2 separate regions of the Mus musculus genome follow, and region 1 is linked to region 2. A link is a contact called in public Hi-C data. All regions are on one chromosome and are shown on one strand. The core of a region is the stretch at or near the end of the contact, and the rest is flanking DNA. Distances in the headings are between cores, read along the strand shown.

Region 1 (5,894 bases), core at 3,375-5,874, 470 kb after region 2:
CTTCATTCTTCCTCCTAGCCCTCAAGCACGTTCTTTGTTATTGTATAATCTATAATCCCAGATAAGCATTATGAACATGACTGTAACAGAGGGGAAAATGGCTCAGAGGGAAAGCGTGCTGCACAAGCACGGGTGCTTTCAGAGCTCCAGCATCCATGTACAGGAAGCCAGGCACAACAGCACACACGTGTAACCCTCAGCCTTGGTTGACAGGAAAGAGAACGGCAGATCCTGGGGGAATCTAGCAAAATGGGTGAGCTCCAGGTTCAATCAGAGACCCTGTCTCTAAAGTAGAGAAGGCCAGCAAGATAGTGCAGGGGGTAAAGGCACTTGCCACCAAGTTCGATTATCTGAGTTTGACCCCCAGGTCCCACATAGAGCAGACTCACACAAGTTATCCTTTGACAATACATTCCATGGCATACATGCCCAAACACGTACATGTACATATATACAAAATACATGAAATGAGAGAAAGCTAAATCTGGGCTAGAAAGATGACTCAGCAGTTAAGACTCTGGCTAGTCTTCTCGAGAACCAGGGTTTGACTCCCAGTACCCTCGTTGTGGTCTACAGCCCTCTACAACTCAGTTCCATGGAATCTGCAGCCTTCTCTGGCCACCCCAGTCACTGTGTGCACACGGTGCACAGTCATGAAAGCAGGCAAAACATCCATACGCATAAAATAAAAGCAAATAAGCCTCAAGAATGTAATTTAAATCTAAAACATATACTGACATGGAGAACAGCCTAGGAAAGCCATCCAGCACCAACCTCTGACCTGAACACCTGTATGCACCAACACATATATGCATACAGCGAGCACACACAGTTTACAACAGTGTATTCTGTATCTCTTGATAGTTTTACTAAAATGTTCATTTAATTTAAACATTCCCCTCCTCCTATTGCCAAAAATATTAACTCCTTCTTTCTTATAGTTAAATCTAAAAATGTTAGACAATACCTCCCCAATTTATAAAAGTGCTTAACAAATATATGTATATATATATATACACATATATATGATATATACATAAACATTTTCAAATAGAATTAAATTAAAAGTGATTCTGAGAGAAAACTTCCTTTTTAAAATGCCATCATCATAAAATGCAGCATAGACTTCATAGGTTTGAATAACATGGGCTGTACTCGCCCCAGAACACAACGGGACTACAGGGCAGCTTTCCTCTAAACTTACCAAAGTACTTCACAAACACAATAATTAATCCTCAGTGGCCTTCTTGGCCTCTTTCGACAAAATGTATACTTCAGCTTTAATTAACCCTACGTGTGCCTACGCATCGGGCCTGCAGGGAGTTTTCTCCCCACTTTCAAGCAGAACATTGTAGCTGCGAGTAATGTGAGCATGACCATAACTCAGCGAGAAACCACAGAACTAAGATGTCTGGCTCCTTGGACAACCTAAATTACAGCTGGACTGTGATTAGAGGCTGGCTTAATACTTTCCATATGCTGATCATTATTTGAGTGTAGTATAAAATGAGTATGCTTTATTCTTAAATGTTTTAGAACAAAAGGATAGAAGGGCATGGTTGACTTGAATTCTGAGCACTTTCAAAATTCTCCTGCTCCATCTTCTCTTCCTATTTACTTTCTAAGATTTATATCACCCCTATTCTATGTTAGGAATTTTAAAGATCATAGTGATTTAAGGTGAATACAGAGACTTTCATTTTAGTTACAAATTTCAGAAAACTATAATTTGTTCACTTTTAAAATAAAATCACCAACTAAGCCAGCTAGTAAGGAGATGAGTTTACACAGTTGACAAATATTTTCTAAGGGGAACTTAACCGACTATCAAAGTAAGACAGGAGGGCCAGTGATCAACACCTTATTCACAGAAGTACTGCATCTAGTTAAGTCACCCTCTAAACACACACAACACAGAACCCCAGAGGCCCCTTCCTACTCCCACAAGTGGCTAACTGCACATCACTAAGAGAGCTAACTCAACAAACAGCCCTGTCGCAGAGCTGTCTGCTTGGCCTCTGGGATTTTAATCCATATGGAATATATCATTATTTTAGTTGGTAAGAGAAAAAAAAAAAACTCTCTTTTTTTTTCCCTTTTGCCATGTACTTTTTACTAACAGGTAAAAGACAAAATGTATAAATATTTATTTGCCATTAACTTTATTTTCAATTTCACTTGTTACCATTTTTGGTTTCATGAGGTATAAAAGTCGACAGTGAAAGTTATTTCTCATAGTCTAGGATTAAGCACTGCAATTCGTGTAAGTAAATAAATACATATAAACACACACTCATATATCCCAGCTTTGATCACAAGAGTTAAGTAGAAAACCTGAAGCTATGGCTCTCACCATCAGCAACTATGGAGACTTAGTCCTACCAATACCCTGCATTTAAGCAGTCTTACAAGAAAGACACATATTAGCACATCTATCTAACTGCATACCATTCGGACTGACCTATATTGTCAGACTGTGACTCAATCTCTATTTTACAAGTGATTCCACTGAAGTCAGGTAGGCTGTAGGGCACCCTAGACGGCAAAGCCACTAGGGGCAGAGCAGACGCTATTTTATCCCCAGTGTTCTATTTTCAAGCTAATTCACTCAGGTATGTCACACTGCCCTCCAAGTTCACTATTGTGGAACAGCTGCCTGGATGTATTATTCTTCATTACTGCCTTTTCCTTAGTTCTTGAAACATCAGACTTTAAGAAGTCTGTGGCCTGTTTATCAGACACCTTCCAGGAGCTGTGCCACAGCTTTGGTAATGACAGCAGCTCCTCCCATAGGCATGTAGGGTGCCAGGAAGCCTGTCCCCTGGAGACCCACAACTCTGGTTGTGCGTCCCCTGGTAACCCCGAGGGACTGAAGGGTAAGATCAAAAAACGCAGATCACGGGAGGAGAAGCAACAGGGCTCAGGGCAGGACACGCGCCAGGTGTTGGAGACACATTCATACAACACACAGAGTACGCTGTGGGCTGGGGATCTAGCCTAGTGGTGGAGCATTAAGTCAGCATTCAAAAGTCCATGGGTTAGATCCCTGGAATTAAAAGAAGAAAACAGGGGAGGGACCAGACAGCCCATAACAAGGAGTTTGAAAAGCAGTACAAACCTACCTGGCACTGCATCCTCGAAAGAAATTTTGGTAGCTATGATGCCGCATGAAACCTGATACTTCATCTACTTTTGCTTGAGCCAACCGGCACATGAACTGTGAACTATGAACAAGAGCCAAGAGGTGAAGCTCTGTCCTAACGTACACTAGGACCTTGGATTTACACCCATTAAAGAAAATTTAAATAAAAGAAACTTATTAGAGTTGTATTCTTATAGAGACAGACAACTGTCATCTTTGTAAAGTAAAAAGGGACACAGCTCTTGGTTCCCCGACTCTGAAATGGCCCTGGCATTCTTGATTTGGGTTAAACGACACATTTCCTGCCTCGTGAGAACGTTCCTGCTACACTACCAGGTCTTCCTGGTGTTGAGTCTGAATTCTGTGAACTCTGCCTTTTTATTGCATTGTACTGATTTTCTGACATTATCATAAGAAAAGAAAATCAAGCAACATGGAAGAGTCCATGGTAGAAACCAGATTGAATTAAAGTAGGTGGAAATAAAATTTCTTCCAGACTTCCTAAACATCATTCTCTTGGTTATGGTAACAGTTGTATGTTGTGTAATGAGTTTCTTCAACAGTGGACTTTTTTTTTTTTTAAGTAGACTATATACTGATACAGTTAACCCCATTCTTCCTCCTCGCTCCAACCCCGCCCACTCAGAAAGCTTCCAGATGTAGACGCTGGGGCGGTTCTGTAGAGGGTGTGGTTTGATGCTTTGATCGGGAATCTGGGTGGCCACATGCTAAGGTCCATGTCCCCAATTGGTTCTTGATTGATCGATAAAGATGCCAGCAGCCAATGGCTGGGCAGAAAGAAAGAGGCGGGACTTCCAGGTTCCTAGGAGACAGGAGAAGGCAGGAAGGGAAGATACTTGGGAGAGAAATCTGAAAGCCTCTTGGGCAGCAGGACCATTGGGCTTCACAGAAGGTAACCGGGCAACTAAGCTGAGGGCAGAGTTAGAGGTGTTGAGCTAGGAGTAAAGAGATGGGTGTAGTAGCTGCTAAAGGCTTAGAAGAGCCCATCCACTGAGCCAATAAGAGAAGCTAAAGATGAGCTAATGTTTGTGTGTCTTTCATCTGCGGATTCAAAGATTCCCTGGGCGGTTGGTTGGAAGTGCGGCCTGCGCAGGAGCATAAGGCAGGGTAGTAAAACTCTCGCAACATGATTCCATGAAATTATAGGAAGCTAAAATAATTCCTATCACCTAGTCACGCTGCATCAGTCATAATGTCACGGTGCGACACATTGCTCACCAGTCTGTGGCAATGCTACTGCAGATGAACCTCCTGAAGTGCCAGAACTGCCCGCCCTATGGAGGTCTAGCATGCACATCTGTGGACGGCGCATCATAATTGATCATGTGTGTCTGTATTAGTGCACTTTATGCTGGCTGCACAATGATGAAGTCTGCCGACAGTACCTTCCTCGGAGCACGGGTTCACACTAAGGAATGACTTAACTACACAGACACTGGGCCCTTGAATTAGGCAGCCCGAGTGGCTATGCTACCTGAGTGCTGGCATTCCTTGCTGCTTCCCAGGTATCTTCCTCAAGCAGTTATTGTATCTTCAGTGATCTCATCAACTTACATAAGCCTATTAAAATATGACAAAAGCATACCGAGGAAACTCCAGATGAAGAGGTGGAGAATCATGTTCATAGCTGTGTCTACCAGAACTCTAATTAATCTTGAGCAGGGTCTTTAAGGTTTGTTTCTCTGGTCTAGAATGTTCTGGTGTTTGGATCAGTTCCAAAGGTTCCTTAACTTCTGGGAAAGTCTCTCAAATTCTCAAGATGTCATTCTGATCTTTAAGTTCATTCAATGTGAATGTATACAAAAATTCCTAAGACTGTGAAATTATCTTAGAGACCTAAACAGAGGCAATGAAGACCTTTGATGCTTTGCAAATTTTAAAACATGTAAGTCATCTGGACATCTTGTAAAGCAAACAAACAAACAAACAAACAAACATCTCAATCTAGTCATTGAGCCCAAGATGTTGTATTTTATCCAGATCATAGACGGCGATGGTTCTGTTGCCCCCTACACCTTCAGATGCAAGCGTCTGGTTTCCAAAGTGTTATTCTGTTGTTCTTTCCTTCTATAACTGTCTTGCTTTAAGTCATCCAAGAGTAACCACAGCTACTTAACCCTCAGAGCTATAAAATTTCCTCAGTTACATCAATATCAGCTACAAAAAATAAGCTTAGCCAGACTTTACACAGAGAATGAGAGATCCTGGAACACATAGCCCTAAATGGGATGTCCCCATCAAATTCTCCCTACCCCTTAGAGCTCAGGTAAGCCACAGGAAGAAGGGACAGAGAGAGTGTAAGAGGCAGAGAGGATAGAGGACACCAAGCAAACGAGGGCCTCTAAGGCAACATGAGTAAACTCATATGAACCCACAGACACCGAGGCAAAAACACAGAACCTGCGTGGGTCTGCATCCATGCAACATGTAGGTCCTCTGTGTATATGTTGTGGCCTCTAGCTTAGTGTTTTTATGGGACTCCCGAGTGTGGGAACAAGTGGGTCTCTGGTTCTTGTGCCTTCTCTTGGGCTCTTTTCCTTCTGCTGGTTTGTCTTTTCTAACCTCAACATGATAGTTTTTTATTTATCTTATTATATTGTATTTTGTTACATTCTATTATTACTCTTTTCTAATGAGAGTCAGAAAGGAAGTGGACTCAGACAAGCGAGGAGGTGGAGAGGGCCTGGGAAGAGGGTGGGAGGGAGAACCACAATCAGAATATATTACGTAA
Region 2 (5,498 bases), core at 2,348-4,847:
ATATCACAGAGCCTTCTGCAGAGAGAAATCCAAGCAAAAATGTGCGTGTATACACATATGTATGTATGTATGTATACATGTATTATGTATGTATATGTATGTATGTACACATACATACATATATATCTTTAAAAGACAGTCTTCCTGATGACTTTAGAGTATTTTGAGATCATTCAAAATCAGGTGCAGTTAGAAAAAGTAAATGTGTTTGATGAAAATGAGAATTATTCTCAGTTACCTGGCTTGGGTACCATTTTCATTTCTGAAACAGTTTGCAATAGTTAGGAGGAAAATAAAACCTGAAGAATAAATTCAATGAGGCTTGCTGACTTTGTCCCTGCTTCCTGTCCTGTGGTACCCACATAGTTTGGGGCAGTATGTGGAGAGGTTTTAGACATTTGCTTCTCTTTCTTCCTGAGTGTTTCTGCTGGTGGGTGTAGAATTGCAAGGACACACATGGAGGAACTTGATCTTCAAATCTTCCAGTAATAGCTGCAGATTGAAAGCCAAAGCAGATTATGTGCAAGTCTGTATACATCCCAAGTCAGAGCTTTAAAATGATAACTTACTGAGTCATGAGTTCTGCATCTTGCATGCAGAATTTCTTAAATCACATGTTGATGGCTAATCAGCAGAATCCAAAGACGCAAATTAGATGGTACAATATTTACAGAGAAAATATATGTGTAGCTCACAGAGTAACGATCCTCACAGTTACCATCCCACCCAAAAGGGAAAAAAAAAAAGAAGAGGCAGCAGCAGCATTGCAATCTGAACTCTCAGTATTGTAGCCAAGAAGGGAGCCCGTCTAACAGTAGAAGGAACTGAAGACAGAATATTTTTGGTAGCAGGGGTCCAAACCCTCTGAAGAGTCAGAAGCAGCACTGCAAGGTGAACCATTCCTGTTATTCAAATAACATAGCCAGTATATGTGTGTGTCATATAACTTTTAATATTAATAATATATTCTTATATAATATATAACTCTCAAATAATCTTAGAAATATATATGGATGCATATATATATATATATATATATATACTTTAAAAATATTTGAGAGCTTCATATGTGTATATAATGAATTTTAGTCATTTCACACATGCACACACCCATTACCTTCCCATCCTTTTCCTTCTCCCTCTGAAACTGTTCAATCCCAGCAATGCCCCCCTCCCTCCTTAATGTCTTTTGTGTGTAGTTATGACTCTGTAAGTTTAGTTACAGTTTCTTGTATGGGCAATGGTGACAGGTTATGTCATGGAGCCCTGGTCAGCATTAATTATCAGTAGTTCCTTAGGGAATCATGGAGTCTCATGAGCCCCTCCTCTGACCATGAAGAGATATTGAGGCACGCACTCTTGTACAGGACTGATGTGGATACCTGTTGTTGCAGTGATATGTCATCTCTAGAATACCTCTTTTGCGACACACCTTCCAGTCCTCTTCCCTTTGATGATGTTCTCTGAGTCTTGAAGAGGGCGGTAGATGTCCCATTGAAGTCTCAGCTCTCTTGTGTCTGCTTAACCACTGCCTACTGCAAAACAAATCTCCCTGATGAAGGCAGCCCTGATCTGTGTGTGTAAACATGACTGTTTAGAAGGCAGTTTGACCACATGTCCATTTATCCGAGTGATGGGAGTGTGTTTCCCTAGGACCGATGGTCTCCCAGCCACAAGCTTTGGACAAGGTTTACTGTATCAGAATGAGCTCCCTCCTTGGAGCAGGCCTAAACTCCAGTCAGAAAGGGGTTAGCCATAACATCCATGCTCTGGCAGCTTTAAAAAAAGCATTACATGTGAGGAGGGGACACACACATACTCCACAGCATGTGTGTAGAAGCCAGGGATAACTTACTCGTTCTTTTCTTCCATCGTATAGAGGCATGGGTTGGACTCAGGTCATCAGCTGGAGTAGCAAGTATCTCCATCCACTGATCCATCTCAAAGGCTCCTTGCCAGTTCTTGTAACTCCTTATTTTAATAATTTATTATTTACTTATTCATACATTCATTTTTGTCATTCTGGGAAGCGGACCTGTTGCCCCACACTTGCTAGGCAGTTGCTGTGCCGCTGAATGGTCAGCCCCAGCTAAAATGTTGAATGCCTGTTTTATCCAGGCAAACTCTGCTGTTGTCCATTTCCTCATCTCTTGGATCCAGTAAAGTGCTTAGCCATAGTAGGTGTTCAGCCAGTGTTTGCAGAATGGATGACTGAAGGAGATAGGGCAGCTCAGGGAACTGTACTACTGAGCATATTGCAGGGTTATAATATTGAATTGAATTTTTCCACTCAGCAGACCTACATAACAAAGTGCATCCCAGATACCCTCAGGTTTGTATGCTGGGAAAACAGAGTGCTTTCTCTTGATCATAGACCGCTACATGTTTTGATTTTAATAGCAATATGGCAGGGTTAAGGTCAACTTTGTAATATAATCTGGTGCCTGTTTGTTCATAGATATGAAAATAGATGTTCTTCACAAGATGCTCAAACAGATGATTGGGTGAAAGCTCTAGAAAACCTTGCAATAACTAAAAGGAAAGATCTCCCACTTCTGCTTTCCATCACTGTCAAATGGGGTACAGTTTTGTGCAGCCCCAACCATTCTTTCTTGTCTCATCATCTTCCCAGGTCCAGTCTTTGTCTGGCGAAGGCAGCATATGACTGTTAGTATAGCAAGGAGATGGTTCTTGAGAAATCCAGCCCCCACACACAATGCTCCAGAGCTCCTCCCCTGGGAATGGCATGATTGGATCCGCAGCAGGCAGAGCTGGCCCAGGGAAATAAGAGCTTGGCATAGAATCTTAGGGCCCTCCTGCTGGAGGGGCCCTCAAGAGAGTTGCTTCACACCCACCCTCCTTCAACTGGCTGGACAGTAGAAAGATGTGTAAGAAAACAAATTCCTGGCTGAATGAATAGAGGATTAAGTGAACGAGAGATGAGTCCCCTGTTCCAGAAGTCTCTGCCATCCCACTTGAATAGAAAGGCTAACTTTGAAGCCACTCTGTTCTCCATGGCATGATTTTGTATATACTCAGCTTTGGAATATGGTTGCCATCTGCTGCCAGTACATAAGACTAAGGAAGTATTGGGGTGGGTAGGAGGAGGCTGGGAGGAAAGAAAGAGACACTTAAATGAGCTAATGATCTGCTTTGTGTTGGAGTCTAGGTTTCAGAACATCAGTTCCGTACTGTAAGAACAAAACACCAGTGTGTCTTAGGCCACACCAGGCGCCGGCACATCAGATAAGGCCCATGCTGTGTAGTGTTCAGCCACTGAGCCTCAAGAAGTTTTGAAAGTGAAATTAGAGGAGCAAACCAAGGAAGCCAAAGTGGGAAAGCTCTTAGGGTAAAATATGATCAGAAGGACTCTGCAGATATGTGTCTTCGAGGTTACAGTAGTTCAAACATGACTCTACTAATTAAAGACTTGGAAAATAGTCTCAATCCTAGGAACTTAAAGATCTTTAAACTAAAGTGGAGACTTCTCCATCTACTGCAAAGGCATTGTGAAGCTTTTGTACAGTCACAGGATGAGAGTGACCCAGCTATTGTGCATTGTTGTGCACTTAACTATTGATTAAGAGCCATAGATTGCTGTCCTGGCAGCAGGAGTGGGTGGTCTTTTACAAGCAAAAACCCTGGTAAGCAAAGCCAGCAAAGGCAAGACCATCTATCTCTGAAAAGCAGTGAATAGCTCAGAGAGCTTCCTCTTTCCCTGATATTATCTGTATAAATTACCAGTTATGGCACAGGATCATGTTGATAATTTATATACCAAAATGACATGCCAAAGAATAATAATTAAGCAGAGATGTACACTAGTGAAAAAATTATCCCAGCGAAGTTTACTTTTGAGAAAGATTAGCTAATTAGCCAAGTATGACATTTGAAGGCAAGTCCCCTTCTACTCTTAATAGTAGCTCTGTCTCCACTTTGAGGAGTTAGCAGGATTGTAGGGCAGAAATATTTTCTGGCGTGAAAAGGAAAGAATTCCTTCATTACTATAAGCAAAGTGAGGAGACAGGGAGAGTTGTGGAAAAGCAGAAAATCAGATCAGCACGCATAGAAAGTGGTTGCAAGAGCATGTCGACCTCAGAGCCCTAGAATGACCAAGCCAGGAAATATTTGTTGGCTGTACAAGCTTTGGCCTTGATTCGTATCTGCCATCAGAGCGAAGTCATCCACAGCTGTGATGCAACCACAGAATGTTATTAATGTCCTCAGCCCCTCTCATATGCAGTCTCTCATCCCAGGAGCCCAGTGTGCCTTAGGACTCTGCTTGGCTTCTCCCAAGACAACCCCATGGAGCATAAACATCTTCATTTATAGATGAAATAACTGGTCCACAAAGGCCCGACTCTGTTCTCTGGCTTCAAATGTGAAATGATTAATAGTCATGATGCTGACCCAGCACGTTGTGCTATTTTTTACATTATTTTGGGCTTCTCAGACAAAGGACATATTTTATCTTTCTCATTATTATTTTTAATTACTTTTCAGAAAAGTCAAGATAAAAAAAAGAAGAAGAATCTAACAAATATCCCATAGAGATATTTGGTATTTTCTCTCTCTCTTTTTGAGAATAAATTAAGATCTTCTCTGCTTCTCTATGCTGGATCTCTGCAGATAGTCACAGTCTCATGCCAGTTTTCAGAGGAATAAGGGCTCATTCTAATGGCTGCATCACAGTCCCTTCTGTGAAGAAACAGCCTTTTAAATTCCTGTCTGGACACTGAATAACTTGTTTTTGGTTTAAAAACTTTTAACAGTTTGACCTGAAAACTTTTAAACATTACTAATATACAACCTGGTTGTGAGTTTAGCAATAAATTTAGACCCAGTATGTGAAAAGCCAAAGAGAAGACTAGTGGCTTTTATTCTCCCTGGTGACCTGCACTAAATGTTGCATATTTACTTTGTAAATGAGGACACCCAGTGGCCAGCAAGTGAAAATATTCTAAACAATCCCCGACACTGTTAACATAAATATAAAGAGCTGTTGTCAGCACCCATTGATAGATAGCTTCTAGCATCTACTACCAAGCACTGGTTTCCCTGGGTCAGGCAAGAGTGGAGCCTGATAATTTTCTACCTCACTTTCCAGACTAGGTGTCTCTTTCCCTTTCATATAAACGTGGCTCGCCATCTTTGGCATCCACTGAATCGTCAGTGGCAGAAGGGCCTAGTAGAATATTTCTTAGGACAGATGAAGTCAGGAAGTTGAGAATAACTTAACAGAGATCAGAAATAATAAACAGATGAGTGTGGTTTAAAAGAAGTGAGGTAAGTTCATAAACCATAAGTTCATGGTGAAGACAGAGCCATGGTTATTAACTAATGAGAGAGTAAGGAAATTAAAAACAAAACCCAAGAGGAAGAACAGATGTGGGCCACCAGGGACTAGAAGGACCTCCTGGAACAACGGGTAGGCTCACCTCAGAGCAAATGAGCCCTGAGCTCCACTTATTCTCAGCAGTGTCTGTACAGTGTCTGTT

What was found. Hi-C and Micro-C count contacts between places; a contact is called where the count stands out from the background.
Region 1: a contact with region 2 is called in a Hi-C map of the N1E-115 cell line, with 4 times the contacts expected there. The contact joins two enhancer-like sites. A contact is called at or near these places in 10 of 484 Hi-C or Micro-C datasets (3T3-L1-derived adipocytes, the HL-1 cell line, the N1E-115 cell line and 6 more) and 2 of 115 datasets of contacts at active chromatin or transcription factors (embryonic basal ganglia and oligodendrocyte precursor cells).

What each region holds. Positions count from the first base shown.
Region 1 is chr16:44,052,062-44,057,955 of GRCm38.p6, forward strand. It overlaps a transcript of Gramd1c not described here. Among named protein-coding and RNA genes, the nearest start is that of Gramd1c, 13 kb to the left of the region's middle. Within about 2 kb of position 4,625, at least 18 of the 459 cell types and tissues checked have an H3K27ac peak or open chromatin away from gene starts, as enhancers often do. A contact at or near this core is called in the N1E-115 cell line, where this site is marked.
Region 2 is chr16:43,588,079-43,593,576 of GRCm38.p6, forward strand. All of the region lies in intron 9 of Zbtb20 (zinc finger and BTB domain containing 20), which reads left to right. Among named protein-coding and RNA genes, the nearest start is that of Mir568, 50 kb to the right of the region's middle. Within about 2 kb of position 3,598, at least 71 of the 459 cell types and tissues checked have an H3K27ac peak or open chromatin away from gene starts, as enhancers often do. A contact at or near this core is called in the N1E-115 cell line, where this site is marked.